Linked DNA regions of Mus musculus: region 2 is linked to region 1. A link is a contact called in public Hi-C data. All regions are on one chromosome and are shown on one strand. The core of a region is the stretch at or near the end of the contact, and the rest is flanking DNA. Distances in the headings are between cores, read along the strand shown. Region 1 overlaps Gm40632 (a long non-coding RNA gene). Region 2 overlaps Crybg1 (crystallin beta-gamma domain containing 1).

Region 1 (6,801 bases), core at 635-3,134:
GGAGACTGGAGGAGGCGAAAGGCTTGAGAAGTGGGAGCAGCAGGGGGTCGGGGAAGGGTTTGACTGACTCATAGAATCTGCTCTAACCTGGGGTTGATGCACTAGAAAGAAGAACTGTATGTGTGAATGGCAAGGGTCAGTTTTCCTGAGCTATGGCCTCCCCAGCCAGCCTCTGTTTCTGCATGTCTCTGGCTGCATGTCCAGCAAGTCTCTGTTTCATATACACAAACCATACACAAAGACATCATACACACAAACTATATACACATAGACATCATCCATACACACATATACCATACACATAAACACACACCATACACAGACATCATATACACACACACCATACACATAGACACACACATCATATACACACATATTATACACACACATCATACACATTGACACACGCATATACGCATACACACATACACCATACACACACACACACAGTATACACAGGCACACACATCATACACACAGACACACACACCATATACATAGACACACCTGTGTCACTGTTCTACCTGGCAGCTGCCACCTGAGTCGGGACACTCATCACTCTACTCCGACAGCCTCAGTTTCTCCATGTTTCATCCAGGTAGCCTGCACTCAGGTGTTTTTTATATAGAATGTTCTAGAAGCAAGAGGAACCAGGACCCCTTCCTGAGAAGTGGCTGCCAGAGGCATTGTGCTGGCCTGTACCAGGAATGTTGCTCTTTGACGGAGCCATGGAGCAAGGGTCTCTTCACAACAGTCACTTGGCTCCAATGCCCCTTAAAGCTCTTACAAATTATTGCAGGCATTAGAGAGCTTTAGTGTGCATGGGCTATACTTATTGATATCTACTATTCAAAATCAAAATGAGACAACAACAGAACAAGGAAAGCAAGCACACTCCAGCATTCATAAGCACTGTGAGGACATCGTGTGCAAAACTGCAGTGCACACCAATGAGAAATGAAAAGTCAAACAAGGCTGGGAGGCAGCCCAGTTGGAAATGTGCTCGCTGCGCAAGCATGAGCATCTGAGGCTGTGGCCCTGCGCCTATGTGAAACACACGAATGCCGCACTGTGTGCCTGCACACAGTCAGACTAGCTGAATAGCCGAGTTCCTGATTAGTGAGAAACTGGAGACCGGGCTGGAGAGATGGCTCAGCAATTAAGAACACTTGCTGTGCTTTTAGAAGAAGACCCAGGTTCAGTTCCCAGCACTTACATGATAACTCACAACCATCTATAACTCCAGTTTCAGGAGATCTGATTTCTCTTCTGGCCTCTGCTGGGACTAGTCACACACTTGGTGTATAGACATGCATGTGGGTAAACCACTCACATAGTTAAAGTGAAATTAAAATTAAAAATAAGGTGATAAGCAATAACAAGAAGACACCTGATGTTGCACACACACACACATTATACAGACACACCATACACAAAGACTCCATAGACACACACACAAACACCATACATATAGATATCATACACATACCATATGCATAGACATCATACACATACACCACATACACACACACACACACACACACACACACACACACAGAGACATCATACAGACACACCATACACAAAGACTTCATAGACACACACACAAACACCATACATATAGATATCATACACACACCATATGCATAGACATCATACACATACACCACACACACACACACACACACACACACACACACACACACACACACACACACCACACGGGTTCTTGACACCACCCAGAGTGCTGTCTTTGAAACAGCCTAGTGGAAGGCTGAAGCTTGTCGTCTCCTCCCCCAACACACACCACACCCCTGGCCCCACCTGCCTCTACCTGGGCTGCCAAGCCAGCGGGAGCTCAGAAGAATGCAGCCCCACCAGGCGCCTCTTTTCTTTGCCCTGAGGGAAGGCATGTGACTCCTGACTGGGGCCCAAAGCTCCATTCCCGGTCCTCAGGCAGTGCTAATGTGTTTGTGGGAACTGCTTCGGAGAAGATGAGGCTCTTTGGAAATGGAATTTGGAGTGAGATCCTTTTTAAAGGCTCGGTTCCATAGAGCCAAGGGAAGGCCTTCCGAGGGTTAGCAGGCCTCACAGGCCTCACAGGGGACGGGCACTGGGAGCCCAGCACGTTCCTGCACCTCTTCTCTGTTTCTGACTGAATCTTACTCTTGGTACCTGGCATGCAGTAGGGGACTCACAGCATTCTGACCTGGGTTTTGTGGATGAGGCAACCGAGGCTCAGAGAACTCTGCTCACAAACCATGTCAACACAGCAGGAAACTGTGCAAGAACACTCACTTCTGCCTCCTCGGTGGCCACAGTTTAAACAGTTTGCAGTAACCACCCAGGAGCCCACAGCTAAAGGGCTCCTTTAACTTTCACTTCTAAAAACAGACAGACAGACAAACAAACAAACAAACAAACAAGCAAACAACCCAAACCTAGATGGGCAGTGGTGGCATGTGCTTTTAATTCCAGCACTCTGGAGGCAAAGGCAAGCATATCTCTGTTAGTTCAAGGCCAGCCTGGTCCACAGAGCTAGCTCTAGGACAGCCAGGACTATACAGAGAAAACATGTCTCGATATAATAGTAATATAAAATAAAAATAACCTTTACTTCTAACATTTTAGGAGATCTGACAGAAAAATGTGTTGGGCTAGAAACTGGGACACATGACTTTTTTTTTTTAGTTTTTAAAAAATTTACATTTATCTACTTGTTTATTGTGTATGTATGTGTATGTGTGTGTGGTGTCTGTGTTGTGATGTGTATGTGTATAGTGTGTGTGTGTGTGTGTGTGTGTGTATACTCCCCAGAGCGCTCGAGCACAGGTGTACTCACCTGCGGGTTGATGCCACAGTATGCCCGTGAAAGTCACAGGGACAGCTTGCAGGACTTGGCTTTCTTCCTGCCCATGGGAGTTCCAGGGATGAAGCTCAGATCACCAGACTTGTCTGCAAGCTCTTTTGTCCACTGGGCCACCTCACCAGTTGCCTTTATTTGAATTCTTTATGAAGTTTTACAGTGCAAAATTAATCTGACCCACGTTCCCATTTCCATGATCCCTTAGAAGTGAATACTGTGTGTAGGTCAGAGACATGACCCAGGACATAAGCCCATACTTAATCTTTCTGTGTCTCTGACTCTGTGTGTGTCTCTAACTTGCAAATCGTTGACTCTTTCAAGTTTCCTTAGTAAAAATGTTTGGACTAGTTTCTTCTCTTCTTTTCTGTTTAACCTCACACCCTCCCCTCCAACATCCCCCCAAAACTTCCTGAAATGATTGCAGATTCCCCCCCCCTAGACTCCATGCTAAGCAGGGGTGATGGTGTCTCCTCCTCCATCGTCTTTCCTGGTGGATCATTGCAATGGTTTTCTTCTCAATGCCATGGCTACATACTTGCTAACAAAGCAACTCCAGGGAGCAGAGGTTTGTTTTACCTCATGGTGAGGGATGGAGCCCTTCCTGGCAGGCAGACTTGGTGGCAGGATCCTGCTGGTCAAGAAACAGAGGCAGCAGTGTTGGTTCACATTCTCCTTTTCTGTTTTATTCGGTTTAGGGCTCCTGACCCTGGAATGGGCTGTCCTTATTCAGGATGGGTTGAAATCTCTCAGTTATCGTCTCTGGAAATAGCCACAACAAAAGGTGTAGTCCACTAACGCCTTAAACATGTCTTAATCTGACCAAGATGGCACACAAGCATCTGTCTACGGCTGTGATCAACCTGCTGGGCTCCTCTTCCTGTAGACCTAAAACCTGCTACTCTCCTGGCAAAAGATGGGGGCAGCTGGATACAGAACATTTTGGAGGAGGGAACAGGCGAGGAGTAGGAGAGTCAAAGCACAATGGAGAAACAAGACTTGTAGAGAGATGGAAGGTACCAAGGCCAGCCCGAGAGTGAAGTGAGGACTTAGGAGACCTGTTTAGGCTGCCTCGGCAAGGCCTCTTCTCTTTCAAGTCGATGGGTAGGTGGTACTTGTTAATGGCCTTAATGATCAGCCCTCTTGAACTCATTCAGGGCTCACTGTCCTCAGGGAATCAGCTAGAGCGCAGCACAGTTACAGGCACCCGTCAAACAACAGGCTCTGCCTCACCAGGGTGTCCTCTGGGCCTCCGTTTCCTTTCTTGGAAAACCAAGCCTTAATGATCTATGTGGTCATGCTGCTTCCTCAAATGATAAACATGTCCCAGGAAGCTCTTAATGGCCGGGAGCCTGCTGCAAACTTATTCTCTTAAAACGAGGTCATTATCGGCTCTTCTATCTCAGGAGCCATTAGGAAAGTTTCAACAGGAGCCTTGTACTGAAAAGTGAAAACCTCAGCTGTGTCTCCTATGGAGCTATGGATACAACTTCATTTTTTTTTTTTCTGTCTTGAACCAAAGTTATTATCACATCCTTCCCTGATTGTTAGAGCAACCCAAGAGATGCTGACTGGTGTGTATACATGTGTGTGCATATGTGTGTATGTGAGAGAGAAAGCCACCACCTGTGTGAGTATGTATGTGTGTGCAAGAGACAGCCACTCACTTATGTCTCTGTGTGTGTGTGTGCATGAGAGAGCTGCTCGTGTGTGTGTGTGTGTGTGTGTGTGTGTGTGTGTGTGTGTGCGCGCGCGCGCACGCGCATGTGTGGAGGATAGAAGCCTGAGTTGGTATCTTCATCACTTTCTAACTTACTTTTTTGAGGCAGTGTCTCTCATTAAACCTATTATAGCCCCCTTTTTTGGCGAGGTGCTGAGGTCACAGTGCCAATGCCCCTGACCTTTTCTGAGGCTGCTAGGGCTCTCAATTCCTGATTGTGCTGCAAGCGCTTACCCACTAGACCACTCTCCAGTCCTGACAAGTACAGCTTTGTTTTTCATGTCATAATTGTTTCTTGACAGACCTGGATGGTGCTGTCATGCGATCCTTCCCTCCATGTTTGGTTTCCACAGTACATATATGAACAAGATTATTTCTCTGTGAAAATACTTCAGGGTCTTTTCTCAAGTTCCCCCCCACCCCCACCCCCCACCCCCGCCCCGGGCTTCAGCTCAGTCCTTTGATATTCAAATGATCTCCTTTGAAGCCCCTATCAGCATCACTCTGGGTGTTGTCTCCTAGCTATTAACAGGGTACCTTTCCTAGAGTCTCCTTGCTTCTGAATTTGGTAGTTGACTTCACATAAAATACAAGTGCCTTGTGTTTTGCATTTTTATACATACACTGATGCAAAACAGCTAAAGAAAAGAATATGAGGTTCTGTTTGTTTACAGGGTCTACGTGTATTCCCTGCCTCTTGAGTGCTGGGATGAGTCCTTCACCATAGAGCCTAGCTTAATTTTTTTCTAATAGACTGTAACTTGTTATGACTTCAGGGTTGCTGACTAGCATAAATAGACAGAAGGATGGCTGAGGCAGGGCTGACACAGGAAAGCAGTCTCTGCAGTGAATCCTTTCCTGTCCGGATACCTGTTTTCTCTGTGCATTCTCTTAATGGAACTGTGTTCCTAGCTGGGAGGAAAACCATCCTAGGCGCTTAGATGAGGAGAGGAAAACACCTCTTATCTTAACTTGCTAGTCATCATCTCAGGTGTGCAGAGCAAAATATCCAGAGACTCTTTGGTCTTTGTAGGTCAGGGTTCCACGTTTGGTTAGTAGTGATGTGTTAGAATGGCTGGTCAAGTCTCAACAGCACACTAGGCCAAGGCAGATCCACGTGGAAAAGGTTTCATTGGAAGGGAGAGACAAGGTAGTAGCAGAAAGAGAAGAGGAGGAGAGAGAGGGAGGGAGGGGCGTTCTCCTTATATCGAAAATGACGTAACACAGGTAAAGGTGGGAGGTGAGCCAAGCGAATGCTGGGAATATGGTGCCTGTTGTCTTGGCAACTGGTCTGCAGGTCACAGGTCGCGCTGTCACCTATGTGATGTCATAGGTTTGGAATGTCCTGATGCCAACAAGTAGTGTGCAATGAGATGTGGAAGAGGTCAGAGGTCACTTACCATGTTGCTAACGGAAGCTATAGTTCAGTTGGGAAAGTGTTAGCTTTCCAGGGACTCCACATATAAAACTAGGTATTGTGGCATGCCCTTGTAATCTCAGCACTGAGAGGTGGAGACAGGAGGAGGCCAGGAGCTCACTAGCAAGCCAGCCTAGCCTAAAACAGTGAGCCCCAGGTCCCAGTGAAAGACCCTGTCTCAAAACCAGTGTAGTGCACAGAGTTGCATCCAAACTTGACTGTGGCTTTCAAATGCATGTACATAAGTGCACCCCACAGCAGATGCATGCATACATACACACACACACACACACACACTCACGAGAGAGAGAGAGAGAGAGAGAGAGAGAGAGAGAGAGAGCAAGAGAAAGCACATTTGCAATCTAAGAGAAAATAAAAAGAAACCAGTATTAATAGAATATTCTGGTAGCCACTGCTTAGTCACTTGGGCAGTTAGATGGTCAAATGGAATTTAGTGGGCGCTGGACATTCACATAACCTGGAGGTTCTGGTGACTCCTGCTTCCTGGTGCTGTCCAGTGTTGTGGAAATGTAGGTGTAAAACCAGGGGAATAAGAAAACATGTTTCTTCCTGTTATAGTTTTGCTTTAGAAGTCAGGCAAGTCCAGGTCAATTCCGGCTCAGAAATCACGTGTGCTATCAGCATTTACTAAATCTGTATGGATGTCATTTCCTTAGCAAAATAAACCTAATACAGGAACTGCCGGTTGGAAAGCTCTGAGCACTGTGCTTGCCAGAGGCTTCTGCCTGAAATAGGGATGACACAGTTCTCTCCCAGGAAAGTGTTGCTATAGTAAAGCAA
Region 2 (6,893 bases), core at 4,272-6,771, 380 kb after region 1:
CAGCAGTCATTAAGGGGCTAAAATGAATTGTATTTACAGAAGAAACAGTTTCCTCTTAAATGATAAAAGGCATCATGCAATGATACCTAGAATCCTTGGCTCAGGTCAATGACCAGGGCTACCAGTGCTCTTCACCCATGGCTGTAAATGATCTTGTAAATAAATAACTCACAAAGAGAGAAGGAAGTGAGAAATCAATGTGGAAGTGAGTATAAAGTATAGAAAATTTATTAATTTAAATTTGATTTCCTATTCCACTATTTGCTAATATGCTGTTCTGAGTTAGAAAGTACCCTGATTCTGTGGTAATAAAGATACAGCTCTTATTTAATTTTTTCTATATTAAACTATTCTGCATGGATTTTCCCCATTTTTGCCGTGTCCTAATGAAATATAAAACATGCTCTAATAAGCTTATCGTGGTCTTTTCATATTGCTTAACATCACTAAGGAATCATGTTTTGTTTTGTTTTGTTTTGTTTTGTTTTGTTTTGTTTAAGGAGTTAGGTATTAGAGCAGGGCCTGGTGCTCGACAGGCAAGCCTAATTCTTTATTTTTATGCTAAAATACACAGCACAGAAAAATTGACTATCTGAATTATTTTAAGATTATAAGCAGTCTCTGGTACATTCAGACTGACAGACAATCAGCATCCAGAACGCTTTCCATCTCCATTTGTAAACTGAAGAATCCTTGAACCCGAAGCTTTCTGCCATCCCCTCCCAGGAGTGGGGTTCCAGGAGTGAGCCAGCACACTTGGTTTGCATTAAGTAATTAACTTTTAATACACAGTATTAATGAAGCAAATGTCCTTTCCACTTGGAGAGTCTTCTTTCACAGCACAATGTGCTTCACTGTTTGCCCTCATTGGTCTTGTAAGTTAGAAGGAAAAAGTGTATCGTACCTCCGTCGGGGTCTGGCAGCTACCTAGCCGACTGCAACTTAGGGCACCAATCTGCTCTCCTATGCTGCAGATAGGTAGATAATGGATAATCTCTCCACACACATGAGTGAATACAATTAGCCAGAACACACACTTGCATTTCACACCTCAGGAAAACTTTCTTTTAAAAATACATAATTAAATCAGAGATTGAACCCAGGGCCTGTGAGTCCTAAGTGTATAGAACATCCTGTGTGAACATCAGCTCGAAACCACAGCTGGGAGGGGTGGCCATGCCCTTAATCCCAATGCTCAGGAGGCAGAGGCAGGAGTACTTGTGAGTTCTGGGCTAGCTAGGGCTACATAGTGAGATGCTGTGTCAATTTTTTTTTTTAATTAAAAAAAATTTTTTTAAGAGAAAATAATTTTATTTATACAAAGAAGAAAAGCAGCTAATAACAATGTTGAAGATCTAACCACAACAGCATGAGGGCTAACGCTTTTTCCTGGGACAGAACCACTAACTCCAAGTATTGATGTAGTAGTACTTCATATGTTCTTAGTTTAAAGAAAAAAGTTACACAAAGATCCATGACTACAAGAAGGACTGGCTGACAGCACAGGAGGCATGGACTCAACATATCCAAGGGATTCATTTATTATCATACACTTTGAAATACTGTGTTATAACATACATTATATTGTATAGAATATATATGGTATCATTGCTGAATTAGATAATAAATCATAATACAATAGATATAATAATCATAGCTACACTGTACATACACACACATATATGTAACACATAATATTCCTTATAAGTATGCACTGTGTAGTCACTTGGGGGTTATCTCACATGTTTTAATTACTTAAATTCTGAGGACCATATGTTGAAAAATGAAACATTAAAGCTAGATGTAGTGGCACACATCTTTAATTACAGCCCTTGGGAGGCAGAGGCAGGGGGAACTCTGGGTTTGACTCCATCCTGGCCTATAGAGGGAGTCCCCGGACAGCCAGGCCATACAGAGAAACCCTGTCTCAAACAACCAAAGAAAGAAAAGAAAATGAAATGAAACATTACCTTTTTTAACATTGCAGACTCCGTAGATGAAGGGCCAGGCACCTCACTGGGGGTGTCAGATAACTGTAGTTCACCACCATGCAGTGTTAACTCCTGGGGCTCCCCTTGGCTTCCATCGGGTACAAGGAAAGCTCTAGAAAGGATGGAAATGGTGACATTAATGATTATCAAGAGTCCTGAAAACAGGAGAGTCTTAAAGACACCGTCATAAATAATCCGGTGCTCTTACAGCACAGTGTAAGCCTTGATGATGTCACCATGTAGCTCAGGGAATTCCTTGACACCTTTGAGAAACAAATTAGAATGGCCAGGCACACAGACCTGCGGTGGACGGGGGATTTTGGTGTGGGGCATACCATTTTGGTTTGCAGTTTCTCATTGCTTTCCTATCATTATTGCTAAAAAAAACAACAAAACCAGCCAAATGGTATGACTCATGCCTACCCTCCCAGCACACAGGAGGATGGCTGTGCATGGGCTACAGAGCAAGACCTTGTCTAAGCAGAACAACAAACAAACAAACAAAACTATAAAGCAAACAAACTAAAATGAAGCGACAAAGGAATTCATATATTTCAGTAACGCTGGAAGGAAAGTGGACACTGAATCCCAGCTAGCAAAGAGATCTACCAGGACTGTCCAACCTGTGGCACAATGCCATAAACTTAACTTAAAACATGATGAGGTTTTATGGGACTTATTATTGTAGCTCAATTGTACCATTCTTGAGCATAAACTCTGTAGATGACAATTTCATGTCCCAGTGTCCAATGGTCAGCCACACCTGACAGGTTCTGCCAGGAAGTTACTGTTCCCAGGGCTATGAAATCAGACTTAAATGCACGGGAGGAAATGAAGGCAGGGAAGGTGTTCTAACACTGAAGGTGCCTACCCCGAATCTATTTCCTTTAGCTGCCCCCTGCCATCTTCTCCCCCTACATTTTCTTGGCTTGGAACACTAATTTGTTCAACCACCTACCCATCATGCACTTCAGAAGCCATATCCAACTGAAGCGGTCACCCATGAGGTCAGATCCTTGAGTTTTGGTCCTTTTACCCTGTCATTAATTTGGGCATATCTCTTACCGGATGTTATAACATTGTTTTATGTCTGTGTACCTGAAAAGCGTTCATAGTCACCATGGTATGATTCCGATCCGAGGGATGAAGGGTGGATGCTAAAGGACTAGGAAAGTCCTCTGTTTAAAAAGTCCACAGGAAGAAACAAGCCCTCTCCCTGCAGGTGGTGGTGACTTGGGACCATTCAGGGAAATAGGCAGAGAAATGACCGAAAAGAAAGCAGAACAAACACACAAGAGCAACTGGAATCTAAACATATTGATGCACTGCTGACTTACTCGGTCCAATACCAGTTTTATCTCTGAGCTTTTGTGTTAGAAATACCCTATTCTTTAAGCCATTTTGAATTACCAAAGCATTGAAATTAAAACAAGCATTTATAGACTCCCTGCCCCCCCCCCCCCAATCATATGGTTGAGGCTGAATAAAGTAGAGGAAGATTTCTGCTTTTAATGAAAACTACCAGTGAGGTGGGAAGAGAAGTAGCAACTCAATGCCTCACGTTTCACAGGAGCAATGGAATCTTCTGAGAATTTCTACAGTATACCAAGGGTAAAGAGACAAATGGGAGAATGTTTTAGGATTCGGAAAAGTGCAAATCAGGGAGGTAATACCCGAAAGGAAGCCCTGTATGAGAATAATGCGCCTACTTTAGCTGTTGTTTTGTTTTGTTTTGTTGTTTGAGTGAGGGTTCTCACATAGCCCAGGCTAGCCCCGAACTTCCTATATCATCACGTATGACCCTGATCTCCTGATCCTTCCGCCTTTGCTTCCCAATTACTTGGACTGCAGGCAGCACCACCATGCCAGGCATGGGCATGACTGGGAGAAGTCTCTCCTATACAACTTTAACAAAACAAAACATTATTCTTTGCACAACAAAAGATGAGAAGGGACATTAGAAGCGGTGTTTTTTTTTTCCTCCCTTCTAGACATAGCAAAGAAAGAGAATTGTGTCAGTGTAGAAAGGAATTGAACTAAAGGATCTCATAGGGCTGTCATCGTGAGGTATTCTATAATCCTAGTTCCAGGAAGTGGAGGAGGAAGGACTCCGAGTTCAAGGTCACCTGGGTTTGCATAGTGGAACCCCAAGGAACAGAGATGAAATTGTATGATTTCTTTAGTTAGAACGTAACAGATCTATCTCATGCAACATTTGATACTATATAAAAATCATCTTGGGCTACATAGAGAAGCTCTATCAGAAAAACAAACAAAGTAAAAGAGTTCTTCAGGCAACTCTTTAATAATTTACACACACATACACACACACACACACACACACACACACACACACACACACACACACACACTGGAGAATAACAGCTGAGAAGCACCCGACAGCTGAGGAGGTAGGAAGACTTACGCAGATACACCTTTCATAAAGCCTTTCTTCACAAGCTCTTCTCTATCCCTAACCATCTGCCCTCTGCTCACAAATATGCCAAGAGGAATAGGAAGCGAGAAAAGACACCCACACCCTGAAACAGTATCATTTCTTATAAATTGGGGCAGTAGAGCAAAATTGTATAGATAGTCTACTGTCCTTAATACTGATCTTTGGAGTAAAATATATATATTTATTTATTGGAGATTGAAGAGATGAAAATGTTCTCGTGTGCCCCCTATGAGAGTGAAGGCAGGTGTCCAAGAACTGAGCTGTCTCTTCTATTGCACCATCCATGTTAAATGGTCCAAAGATGGCAAAGCTGTTTGTTCTTTCTACATATTTTGCTTGTGAGCCAATCCTTGCCTGTTTATAGTACAGGATCCTTTCCCCTCTAAGTAACCCAAAATCTAGCTCAGAGAAACCAATAAAAAAAAATGTTTATTAACATATAAACTAAGAAGAGCTCCTGAGCTTAATCAGTGAACTCAACTGCTTCTAGATTCTGTGGCTTCTCCAGTTCCAGACATCACAGAAATGCCAGGCTATCTTCTTGTGCATCTTCCTCAGAAATGAGGAAATATCCCAAAAGCCATTTCTTGTCACATGTCATTACACGACAAACCAGTTCCTGGACCTGCTCCTTTGAGCCTGGAGCCTGAAGGACACTGTGTCCATTCAGAGAACAGACATCTGACAAACCTAGGATTCTATTAGGAAAGAATGAGTGGGGAGAGGCAAAAACGGATGCTCTCTACCTGCTGCCCGGCTTTCTCGTGAAACAAGCTCCCCACACTTACTGTAACACTGATACAGGTAGAGTCAGGCCATGTTTATGACTGAATCTGAGGCATCGAAGTAGAAACCCATGTGATTTAGGCCTCACAGTAGGCTGAACCCAGGATGCCTGTCTGCTTGCTCCTTTCACTCATGGTATACACTAGTAAGGCTTAGCATGGACCCAAGGGTTGATTCTGTTTGGTAAGCCTGTACTCGTGATCTCCCGGACTCAAGATACACACCGTCCTGAGGCAGGTCTCTTATCAGTGGCCAGAGGAGGAGAGAGCTATCGTTTGCAGTCCCAGGGAAGGGCCTGGCCTAGTGCTCTTCTGAAACAGGAAGTGCTGTCTGAGGCACACTCATTACTTCAGACCTGCCTCTGAGGGAGGAGGAGATACCAGTGACTTCCCTTTCCTCATGACCCAGATCCAAACAGCAGCCACGCACCTGGCCACTCCAATCATCATCTCACACGCTGCTCCAGGACTTAGGTGAGCGGGAATGAAAGGCCAGGAGATGTGTGGGCCCAGAGGTCATCATGAGGCAGGCTTAGCTGCAGGGCAGCCTTTCACACACCTCAGATGCTCCTATCACCTGTAAGGACTCCTCACTTCCTCTAGATGCCTCAGCCACAGTAAAGTTATTGTACAAGTGTTTATCCTAAAACACAGTGCCTTCAATCCCAGCACCCAGGAGTCAGAGGCAGAGGCAGGAGAATTTCTGTGAGTTCCAGGTCAGCTTGGTCTAAATAATGAGTTCCAGGATAGCTACAAAGTGAGACCCTGTCAAAACGAAAACCAAACAAACACAACACAACACAACACAAAACAAACCCACAACCCCAAGACTGTAGGGTAATGGCCTAAAATACAACCTACAAGATGGTTTCTTTCTACTACATAGAAAGAAAACACTGGGAGTCATGCAGAAGCTTTATAGATTCTGGGAATCTTATCACTGTCATCTATCTAGCCATGCCAGATATCAACATGCATAAAAAGGAACAAACCCACACCCCCACCTCTGGAGGTCTGTGAGGCCTAGGGCTATAACACACTCAGTTCTGAAGAACAGTTGCATAAGGACTAGACACTTAAAATCTCCCTAGCCTAAAAGCCAACCTTGATAAATGTTTGCAACAGCAAAAGCCAATTGGAAAGTTGGGTACTTTTTCATGCCTAATGAAGTAAATTTTAGTTTCACTCCTAACAATTAGGCTAGAGGAACCATAAGAAAGGCTAAATGTTGCCAGGCAGTGGTGGCACACGCCCTTAATCCCAGCACTTGGGAGGCAGGGGTAGGCAGATTTCTGAGTTCGAGGCCAGCCTGGTCTACAGAGTGAGTTCCAGTACAGCAGGGCAATACAGTGAAACCCTGTCTCGAAAAACCCAAAATAAATAAATACATAAATAAATAGGCTACAATAGAGCAAGGGAGGATTTGTGAGAGAGTTTGGAGGGAAGAAAAGAATGGGGGAAATAATATAATTATATTGTAATCTAAAATAAAAGCTATTAAAAAAAATAAAACAGTCATTACTGGACAACAATCGTTTTGGTTAATAAAACAAAATTAAATCCTCTAAAACTGCCATCTTGCAATGGAGTCTTAACAGAACCTGTTTATTAATTTGATAATTATAATAATTTCTAAATTTTTTTCTTTCTTCTCATGAG

Evidence for each region. Hi-C and Micro-C count contacts between places; a contact is called where the count stands out from the background.
Region 2: a contact with region 1 is called in a Hi-C map of neutrophils, with 7 times the contacts expected there. The contact joins two enhancer-like sites. A contact is called at or near these places in 1 of 15 datasets of contacts at CTCF or cohesin (the NIH/3T3 cell line), 3 of 484 Hi-C or Micro-C datasets (epidermal suprabasal cells, neutrophils and pancreatic cancer cells) and 2 of 115 datasets of contacts at active chromatin or transcription factors (the NIH/3T3 cell line and embryonic stem cells).

What each region holds. Positions count from the first base shown.
Region 1 is chr10:43,682,572-43,689,372 of GRCm38.p6, forward strand. It overlaps Gm40632 (a long non-coding RNA gene), which reads left to right. Exons shown (of 3, transcript XR_871613.2): 3 at 1-279. Among named protein-coding and RNA genes, the nearest start is that of Gm40632, 10 kb to the left of the region's middle. Within about 2 kb of position 1,885, at least 63 of the 459 cell types and tissues checked have an H3K27ac peak or open chromatin away from gene starts, as enhancers often do. A contact at or near this core is called in neutrophils, where this site is marked.
Region 2 is chr10:44,063,755-44,070,647 of GRCm38.p6, forward strand. It overlaps Crybg1 (crystallin beta-gamma domain containing 1), which reads right to left. Exons shown (of 22, transcript NM_001368305.1): 2 at 1,971-2,103. Among named protein-coding and RNA genes, the nearest start is that of Crybg1, 82 kb to the right of the region's middle. Within about 2 kb of position 5,522, at least 102 of the 459 cell types and tissues checked have an H3K27ac peak or open chromatin away from gene starts, as enhancers often do. A contact at or near this core is called in neutrophils, where this site is marked.